Regions from separate parts of the Anser cygnoides genome. Here region 2 is linked to region 1. Evidence: chromatin contacts called from public Hi-C data. All regions are on one chromosome and are shown on one strand. The core of a region is the stretch at or near the end of the contact, and the rest is flanking DNA. Distances in the headings are between cores, read along the strand shown.

Evidence for each region. A called contact is a pair of places that touch in the nucleus more often than the background predicts.
Region 2: a Hi-C map of liver shows a contact between it and region 1, with 10 times the contacts expected there. The contact joins the enhancer-like site here to the promoter of RAB40B in region 1. A contact is called at or near these places in 2 of 7 Hi-C or Micro-C datasets (both in liver).

The regions. Positions count from the first base shown.
Region 1 is chr19:3,764,071-3,769,119 of Taihu_goose_T2T_genome, reverse strand. It overlaps RAB40B (RAB40B, member RAS oncogene family), which reads right to left and starts at 3,047. Exons shown (of 6, transcript XM_048075992.2): 1 at 2,751-3,047. The coding sequence starts at 2,892.
Region 2 is chr19:3,866,402-3,871,871 of Taihu_goose_T2T_genome, reverse strand. All of the region lies in intron 1 of FOXK2 (forkhead box K2), which reads left to right. Among named protein-coding and RNA genes, the nearest start is that of FOXK2, 6.7 kb to the left of the region's middle. Within about 2 kb of position 3,496, at least 2 of the 3 cell types and tissues checked have open chromatin away from gene starts, as enhancers often do. A contact at or near this core is called in liver, where this site is marked.

The sequences.
Region 1 (5,049 bases), core at 1,798-4,297:
TCAACCTCTCTTAAAGTCTTGGGGGGCTCACTTGGATTCTCCTCCTTCCCCAAGGAGCAGTCACACACTGTTCAACACCTTGTCCTTTCCTATAATTCCTTTAAAAATAGTCTGTGTCTACTTCTGAGAGCGCTGCAGTGCATCTTGCTAGTACCTTCCATCGCTTTGCACAGAAAAGGACCCTAACACTACACCAAAGCTAAATTCTAATGTTTCTTCCTCAGCTCTAAGGCACTGCTGTCCTTCCTGAAACCCAGCACTGTAACCCCGTGTCTGCATCCCAACCACCCTTCCCAAACTTCTCAACATTCATATTCTCACCTTCAATTTTAGGAAGCTACTGCAGCAGGAAGAGCCTCTTTCATGTTGCTGTAAACAACAAATTCTGTCTTGAATGTTCAAATTCAAACAAATGCCCAAATGCCCTTCCTTCATCGCGTTGTTCCTTCTCATTTTCAAAGTTCTTCAGAACTCTTCTCTCACCTCTTACTGCATCGTTTGTCCCCTCCAGAGCCTATCAAAGCTACTCCCTCTCATCAAGCTCTGCAACAAAGTTTTGTCATTTCAAAGCTTATACAGGTGGCACATTTTGACTGGATCCATCATATTCCTAGACTTTCCAATTCAGAGACCTAGTTCAATTATGAAATTGGAAGCTCCTAGCCAGTGAACTAAGGACTTGAAAGTAGTCAAAAAAAAAGTCTGTTTATCAAGCTTTTAACTGAAATTAAATAAATAAAAGAGTCATAACACCAACAGGATGTTTAGTTCTCTCCCTTTCCCTGCATCTCTATTTTCATAGCCTGCACAGATTCCCTGCAGCTGCATCCTATGTTGTCACGCTCAGGTGATGGAGGAAAGGCTGAGGGGATCCAGGCAGACAAGGGCTATCAGGTACAGAGCCCCAAATAAACTGGGCGGTGTTGGGCAAGTTCGGAAGCGTTCCAAGTTTGGTGCATTTGAGAACATCATACATTAAAGAATAAAGAAATGGATTAAGAGGGAGACAATAATTTTCTACAAACTTTCACTGTTTAAGTCAACATCCTTCCTTAAGTGAGATGCGGTGGTATGCTACGATCGTGCAAACACTGGAGCTCAGTATGCTAAGAAAATTCTTAATTATGACACTAGTTGCACAAAATGTAAAATCAGATTATATTCCATTACAGTCTCCTTTTACATCCTCTGCTTTATCTGCCCTGCTCTTTTAACGCCCACCCCTCTTTTCAGACATGCTCATCTTCTCCTGGCTAAAAGCTCCTTTCACTCTCTGTGAAACATAGACCTTTGCATAGCACAGCTCGTGAGGACCTGAATTACCGTATTTCTCTAACCTTGTATAGTTAAGATTGATAAATAAGCTGATGAAAAGACTACAGTCCATGAAGCTCTGCATAGCACTTACAACCCTGTATGCACATATTTTAAAGTTATTAATAACAATGAAGAATTTCCAAGCTGCACGTTAAATACTTACTAAATAATTCTAAGAGAACATTTGTATTTCTTGGCTGTCAAGAAATACATTCACATAGATAGCATTAGCCACGCAATTTAAACATTGTTTAAGAGCAAAGCACAAGTATCACAAGGTTTACACGCTGAAGACCAAAGACCTATGAGCTTGGGAGCAGGTCAAACATTCTCTCTCTGTTACGTCAAGATATATTGGAGACTAAAGTGCTTCTTCAGCAGAAGAATTTATAAACTTAGACTGCGTGTACAGAAGGAGCCAGACTCAGCACGCTCTCCCCAAGCTTCTAACCCTTTTCTCCAACCACTTGCAGAGCACAACAGACTTAACCATCCCAAGAAGTAATTTAGCAAAACTACTAGGCAAACAGCTTTAAATGCATGCTGATGCCTTCAAGGTGCAATGTGACTCATAAGCAATCATCCAAAGAACTTTCCTCCCCCACCCACTCCTTTGCCTTGAATCAGTACTATGAACCCACCATAATAACAAATCCTGAGTCAATGCAAAGCCTTCCAAATGAATTAACCAGTCACAGACTCATGCTAGCAGTAATTTAAAGCAATGGGTAATTTTACAACATAACTTGCTTTTTAATATCCCACGCAATATTTTTGCATGAGGAAGAAAATTGTGATTAGAGAGTTGTGCTCTAGGAAAACAGACTGGGGAAGTGAAAAGACTAGGAAGAGATAGAAAGTAAAAATCCCTTTTACCAAAGCCATTATAATCTAGTTTTACATCAGTTTGCAATGAGCACAACTCTTTATTTTGCAGAGAGAACACATCTGGCATGGAGGAGGCTCTTCAGTGTCGCCCTTTAAAAAGCTGAAGCAAAAGGACACGCTGCAAACGTGAACCTTGGTCTTAAAGGGCTGCTCTTCTGGAACGAAAAACATGACGGGGAGAAAAGGGAGAGAAAAACCTCCTTTTCTGCTCTTTCAGTGAAAGCAATCTCACAGCATATACGGTTGCTGATTAATAGAGCTCCTTTACTAGAAGATTTTTGTCAGGATTTCCATTTTGGGGGCTGGAGCTGGCTGACCTTTGGGGTCCCTTCCAACCCGAGCCGTTCAGCGACCCTCTTCCCCCAAGGTGCACCTCAGCGATCCTCTTCCCCATCTCTCCCCCGAGGTGCACCTCAGCGCCTGGCCCCGGGCGCTCCGCACCCAAAGCCGCCTCCCTCAGCCCGAGCCGCCCCTTCCCCGTTAGGGGGAAGCCCCTAACCCCAACCCCAACCCTAAATCCTAACCCCAACCCTGACGGCGCTCACCGGCGGGGTGCCCGTAGGGGGACTCAGCGGCGCCGCCCTGCAGGCTGCCCAGGATCTCGCCCTTGCCCACGTCGCTGTCGCCCACCAGCAGGAATTTCAGCAGGAAATCGTAGGCTCTCGCCGGGCTGCCCGCCTGGCTCATCCTCCGCCGCGGCTCAGCTCCCGCGGCCCATGCCCTCGGGGACCGGGGCTGCCGAGCTGCCGCATGCCCGGGGCTCGCTGACGGGAGGCGTCGGCGGCGACGGCCCCGTCCCCCTCCACCGGCGGCCTCCCGCCGGCCGCTCTCTGACAGAAACCGCAGCCCCGCCCCCCAGGCTCCGCCATTGGGCAGCTCAACTCGGCCCCCCAGTTGCTAGGGAGATCTAAACACGCCATTGGCTCTCTAGCCCATCAATCGCGGGGGGTCTCCCCGCCCCAGAGGGGCGGTGCACCGAGGCCACAGGTTCGAGTCCCAGCCCAGGCAAAAGAGCTGCTAAAAGTATAGAGACAGCAGGAGGGAAAAGCTCACTTTTCATGTACCACGAGCAGCGAAATACACTCAGGAATTTTCCAAAATTAGGTGCAGTAACGCATAGTAACCTCTAAGCCCAGATGTTGACAGGAATATCTTATTTCTTACACCTTCCCATACTGCAGGTGTTCACCACCCAAGCTCTATGCTAGGCCTTCGTGACCGTCTTGTCGTTGGCTTGTAGCCTGCCAAATATGATTTGAAAAATTAAAAAAAAAAAAAAGCAAAACAGCCCCCCAAAAAGGCCACAAGCCTGTTAGCCCTATATAATTCCCAAATATGAAGAGAAAATTTAGTATAGTCAAATCTGTACAAACACCCATTTGTACAAAGACAGAAAGAAACAAGAAATATTGCTGCGTGCACAAGGTGTCACGCCAGGTGGAAACTACAGCTTCATGACATTTAGGGATTTCTTTTACTGGAACAACTGCCCCACACAGGGGCACACAAACTTTGCCCAAATCACATCTAATTCCAAGGAAGTATTACATACACCATGCACATTGGACCCAGTCTGCATTATCTACAGCCAAATATAAACCTTAATTGAAATGTGTATGTATGCATCTTATATTTCCACTCAAAATAAAAACCAAGCCCTTGACTAAGAAAATCTGTTTGTATGGATACGATGCAATGTCAAGTTATTGATCTCGGGAAAAAAAAAAAAAAGTCATAATGTGCTTATTTCATGATTGCAAAGAAAGCTATCAACTCATAAATACCCTGGTATCGTTCCTTGCTGTTATTAATACAGTGCAACAAAGAGACGACAAACAAAGGTTCCTGCACAGTTCATCCGTGGACACGAAAATATCACATTGCCCACGTAAGACAGGCCATTTTTTCAGTAACATTGCTATGCATCCAATAGTTACGCATTGTTTATAATCCAGTCATTATTTTATGGAACCAAAGTCCTGTTGGAGGTGGGGACAATACATTTGCAACAATAAACTACAGTTTCACAGGCTCACGTGTTTTATTGACAAAGGTCCACAAAAGGATGTGTGCTCCTCTTCCAGATGTGTCATCTGTCTGAGCTTATGCTTCATTTTAAATTTGAGACAGGCTAACTGCAGTCATAGAAGTCATTTGCTCTTTTCCTGTGGAAGCAACTTCTAGACAGATGGAGCACAGTCCTGGGCACCAGGAAAATAGTACCTGAATCCCAATTCTAACAGAGATTTCCTTTAAAAACTCAGCCAGCTTACTCAAAATTCTTTATTCCTTAGCTTTCCAGACCTATCAAAGCTATTTGCCACAGCTAATGCAAAGGCGTGTCATGGGATTTGAAACACACATTTCAGTGGAGTGCTTAGAGATGCCGTTAGAAAAAGGATGAAGTACAAACTAATCACTGTATCTTGTTTTACTGAAATTGTGTTTGATTTTTCCCAAAGTTCACTATGGAAGAGAACAAACAAAAAATAATAATAATAAAGCATTTTCATAACAATAAGCCCATAACAATAAGTTTGTGTGTTTTTTTCATTTGTTTTTTAAATATGAAGTTTTCAATTGTTAAAAAATAAAGAAAATGCTTTTCAAGTGCTTGTTTTGATGCCATAAATAGTAGAATTCTGAAATGTTTCGATTTTTCTGAGTATTTCCACTTATCAGACATTTATGTGTAATCATGAATAGAACACAGATCTGTGCCAAGCCCAGGTTTATTTTGAGGGCAGCTCGTGGCTGTACTTTATACAGGAACTAGGAAGCTAGAATACACCCACAAATCCTTAACCCATCATCTGACTGAAAAGAGAAGAAAATGCATTTTCT
Region 2 (5,470 bases), core at 2,247-4,746, 100 kb before region 1:
TCACAAGAACATTGGTAAGAAACTTCAGATCTGAGTCACGAGGAGGATTGTTTATTTGCTGCTTTGAATAGTCTGTTGCATGGATCTTTTTCTAAGAATGAAATGCAAATAGACCAATATCACCTGGTCTAACCACAGACTCATTCAATTAGCAAAATAAATTGGAGTAGAGTAGTTGAGCTTTAGATATTTTCTTGAGTGCTCAGAGATGAGAGATTTTATTCCTCTGTTAAAAGTCTGTCAGTAATCTGTGGCTTTCTGATCACAGACTCTGGTTGGCTGTTCTCTAACGCACTGTAGTGATCTGGCTGCTGAGACTTCATTTTTCTGCTCTTAGTCTTGATATTTCAGTGACTGTATGTTGGGATTCTGAGTATCTGCAGAAGGGAAACAAAAGGATTTTGGTAGTGATGTTTTGACAACCACTAAAAAAAAAAAAATCTAAGACCAGTCTATGCTCTCTTTTATGTATTACTTTCCACGTTAAGATGTCCCTGAATCTTGAAAAGATCCCTACATGTTAGAAATGTTTGCAGTTTGCCCCCTCTATGATATTTCTGGAGGTTGGTTGAACACCTGATGACTTGTGCAGGACTCAAACATAATCAGTACAGCCTGGCATTTGTTTGCTTTTTTTTTCTAAAGGATTTTAACATTTGTTTTTTTTTTTTTTTTTCTCCTGCTGTTCAGATCATTTATATAGTCTTTTTGTTGTATTCTCATCATCCAGTTTGGGAGAAAAATAATCATTTAATTCTGCCACATCCAGATTTCCGTACATCAGTTTTGTTTCTCTAGTTGCCCACAGAGAAATCAGTTTATGATCAGAAACTGTTCAGGTGTTCCCCTCCTCAAAAGAAGTTAATACTCTCATTTTTCTCCCCTCTATCAGATCTTTACACACTTGTATTTATAATTTGAAGATTAGGTGTAAACTTCGTTCAGTTTCACAGAAATACTCTTAAATGTGAGAACCATACGGGTTATTTTGAGACTTTATTAGGAACATAAGAATGTATCTTGGGCCAGACACGAGGCTTATGTACTTCAGTATTTTGTTTATTATTCGGGAGAGAGATCTGCAAACAGCTCTATCCTGTGTCTGTAGTACTTAGAAATGCAATCAAGGACAAGACCAAATCTTGTTAGGTTTTATATATACCTGGTAATTGGATGAAAATTTACTGTTTTAAGTTGCTCAGTCTTTGGCTACACTGTCAAAACTACTAAAACCAAATACATTATATGGATATGAAAAATACTGTTACTATCATCATATTCCTTATAGCATATTCTTGGGTGCTTTGAGTTTGAGTCTTAAGCCATTTTTTTTTTTTTACCTTACAAGAACCTTCTAACATCTGTTTATGGAACATGAGATGTTTCTCACTGAACTTTGTCCTTGTTATATTATTTTGATAATGTTTGTCCCTTCACTACTGAAAACAATTGCAATTCCTTAACCTTTGTGTAAAAGTGTTTTCGTACTTAATCATCTCAGCCACTCTTCTCTGAATCTTGCTCAGTTCTGTAGTTATCCTTAGGGACAGGGTAAGAAGTATTTCAGAAAAGGCAGATGCACAAAAAAATACATCTCTGTTTTTAAATGATCTTTTCTTTGTGGTTTTCTGTTGGCTTAGGGAACGGCACTGATCTATTTTTCAAAAAAAAAAAACAATGACCTTGATAAAACTTTGATTTCTGAAAAGACAAACTTAAGTTAGAATGCTGTATCATGAAAAGAAGATTTTAAATTACATTTTTCTTACTGAACTTAATTATACTTTGTGGGTTTTTATTTAAATTTGCCTTCAGCTTTTGTTTTTTTATTTAGCTTATTCACACTTCTGTAATTTCTCTTTGATTTTTGACCAATGTAAAGGATTTTATCATGTACTTGTTTGGCTATAGTCTTACCCTCCACTCCCAATTGTCAGCTATTTTTCTGCCATCTAAACCACAACTTCTATTATTGTTTTAGTAGAATCTGCATCTGGCATGTATGATATTGGTACCACTACAGTTTCCTCCTTCAGATGCCAAAAACGTGTTCCAGATAAGCTGGACCTTGGCAACTTAATCTGCTTCATTTTCTTGGAAGGTTAGGTTTATTTACAATACCATATCATAAAGTTATGTGATGTGGGAGTGCTGGAAGGAGACTGAAGAAGAGTTCAGTTAAAAGTTAAAGTAAAAATCCTTCCATGGTGGTGAATAAACTTCATGGATTGTAATGGTGATGTTCCTCTAAAACAGAAGTGCCAGCCTTTCTGAGTTTTCATAGCAAGTTAGATAATTTTATTCAAACACCTACAGCTGTGTATGCGTAGCAAATATTCTGACAATCAGAGCTCTCAAAGAAACAAAAATCAGCAAACACCCTTTGCACAGTGATGTTCTAGGACTGATGTAGTCTAATAGCAAAAATGGAGAAGTCATTTCAGTCTGAGGTATGTTTTAACAGATACTTTTAACTGTTTACTTTGAGTTATATATGTCCTGTATACATGTCCTGACCAAGCAAACAGGTATGTAAAACATACAGTGGCAAAAATGGCAAAATAACGTGAAGAAAAATCACAGAATTTTGCTCAGTTGCAATTATAACTAATAATAACTGTGATTCTCAATGTTAAATACAGTAAATGTTGCATCTGGTAAAGATCAGCTTCTCTGATTATTCTTCAAGCCTAGTGGTAAAACCAGTAACCTGTTCGAAGTGGGCAAAGAAACTCTAGAACAACTTTTGAATCATGAGGTCCCATTTTTACTGAGGTGTTTATTTTAAACATAGAACAGTGGAGATTAATTAGCAATTTATTTGGCAAAGATTGTATGTCATCCAAGGCTGAGTTGCAAAGTAGTGGGGGTTTTGCATTGCCAGTTAGCATGCAGTACTGCTGCTGTGGCTTTTTAAGAAAAAAAAAATCCTTCTGTGGTGTTGATTTTAGAGCTGCTGCTTTGTGAATAATTATCTTCTGAGGGTGAACGGGATGTTTTCAATTTAGAGCGTTTGTCTGAATTTTGTCGTCTGCTGTTGCTTGAAACAAACCGAGGCGTTAAGGTTGCGTGCTTTATCTTTATCTTTTTGGTTGCCAACAGCATCTTCTCCAACTCCATTGCAGTTTCACGCGCGTGACCGCTCGTTTCCCAGAACCGCTCGAGGGTGACGGTCTCGCCTCCCAAAACTGCTCGTACAACCCAACAAAACGTGTTTTAACCTCAGCCGGCAAAGGGCTGTGGCGTAACCGTGAAATAATCCTGTCAGAAAACGCCGCTACGCCGCCCTCAGTCCTGCCCGGACCCGTTTTTCTCACAGAACCCTTGGGGCGGTGCCGGGATCGCGCTCCCGGCGCCGCCCACGGCCTCGTAGTGTTTACAAACAGACGGTGGAGCCGAGCCCTGCTCCGTTCCTGCCGTAAAATGCACGGCCCGCGGAGCTAAGCCCCCCCCGCTGCCTGGCTGCGGTCTATCAGAGCCCGGGGCGCCGCCGCCATGAGGCGTTGGGGGCGCGGAGCAGGCTGGGTAGCAGGGCGGAAAGCGAGCTCTCCTCACAGGAGGGACCCCGCGCCTTGGGGGGGGGGGGGTTGCACGGGTAGACCCCCGTTGCCAGGGCTGTCCTGGCTCTCGAAGCCCTTGTTTCCTTTTCTCTGAGGTCAATAGGATGCTGTAGAGTAGGGAAATGGGGTAGCGGGCAAGGTTAAACATCCAGTTGAGGTCTCCTGTGGTGCGGCCACTCCGCACCCCAAAACCAGACTCTGAAACTAGGGGAGAGACGTTCATCTTGGGGTCATTTCGGATGGAAAAGACCCTTAAGATCAGGCACTTTTGAAAGTGTTATGCTTTCTGGTCCTTTTCTGTTATTACTTAAGTAATGAGATCTGAAAGACTCCTTGGAAGAAAAAAAAAAAACTCTTGAGGTAAAACGCTATCTTCTATTAGTTCTTAATTTGAGGTAAAACACTATCTTCTCCAATTCTTAATTTGAGAAAAAACACTATTTTCTATTCTTAAGTCACTTCAAGAGTTGGCTGAGTATTTAACACAGGAGCTTCACACCATCCTGATCGTTTGCTATTTTTAACATTTTGCAGTAATTACGTGATGCTTTTTTAATACTTACCCATGACAAAAAAAATGCGTTTGTGAGAAAGCAACCGAATCACAGCATGAATCCTAATAAGTTTTACACACACTGTTAAAGTTAAGCATGTAAGGAGTTCAAGTGTGGTTATCAGGATTACTTAGAAACGTGGTCGTGCATAGCAGCAGTTTTGAGGCTGTGTTGGAGGAAGTTTTTACTGCTTACTAAGGTCTTCTCACCTAGTAAATAGAAAAAAATGTGTGCTTGGCAGGTGCTGAGGAAGGGGATATAAATATGTGAAATCTTTATTCAGTTGTGCAGGTTTTGATATTTGAGGTGCTTACCTTGTTAAACTGCATGTGAATGTTATTGAAGAGTGGTTTTGCAAATTTACTTCTTAGGTTTTTGTTTAACAAAAATCAAATCTTACTGAAAGCTTGTGACAGTTGCTGTAATAAAAAGATTATGGATAGCCCCTAATGGCTTTTAAAAGCTGTTTAATGCTGCTTGTGTCAAAGTAAGCAATTAAGGTCACTTAATCTGTTTGATTATTCATCTAGTTGCTCTGGTGGCATCCCATGTGTTTGGATTGGTGAAAATGTGCGTCTTGAGAAGGCTGCTTCACAGCTTTGTAGCCCTCTGTACAGAGCACGTGTGTAATGTGAAAGCTGAGGAAAGAAAACCCCTGGTTATATGACAGACAGTTCACTAGCCCCAAGCACAAGCAGACTGTAAATGGACATCCTTGTGTTGCTATAGCATGGGCTTCAGAAAAAAAAGATCACATCCAATGTAGTCATTTAAAGGCAGCTTACTAATTAAAATAGTATTAATAAATTAGACCTTATATAGTGTTTATACGTTCCTGTTAAACTTCAGTCAGGTTGTTGTAAGGTTAGAGGATGAAATAAGGTTTGCTGAGTCTCAGTTTCTGTGGTGCAAATACGCTGCTGCATAATTTGATGTGAACTGGAGAGTATTTGGCCACTTGGCACAGAGGGCCAGGAGAGGCAAAGTGTGGAGACTGCTTTGAGACCTTCGTTTGCTTCAGTGGCAATGGCGGCACCTCAGAAGATTAAATTTTGGTCAGTAGGTTGGAGCCCCAGTTCTGTCCTCAATAGTCAAGGTAACCATAGGGCAGATGGGGGAGAATGAAGTCTTTTTGCTTACCCTCAAAGCTGATGGAGAAAAAATTGGTGGAATAATATGTATCTGCTGTGCAGCTCCAAGATAAGGACCAGGTTATGTTCACTTGGTGGATTTCTGGGGAATGAAGAGGCTCAGAAATAGCTCAGGCGAATTGTGTGTAGATTGAATGGTCCTTCTACTTCCAACTGCTCCGCTCCCCCCTTTATCCAACAGAAAACAGAACTACAAGTGGGCAGG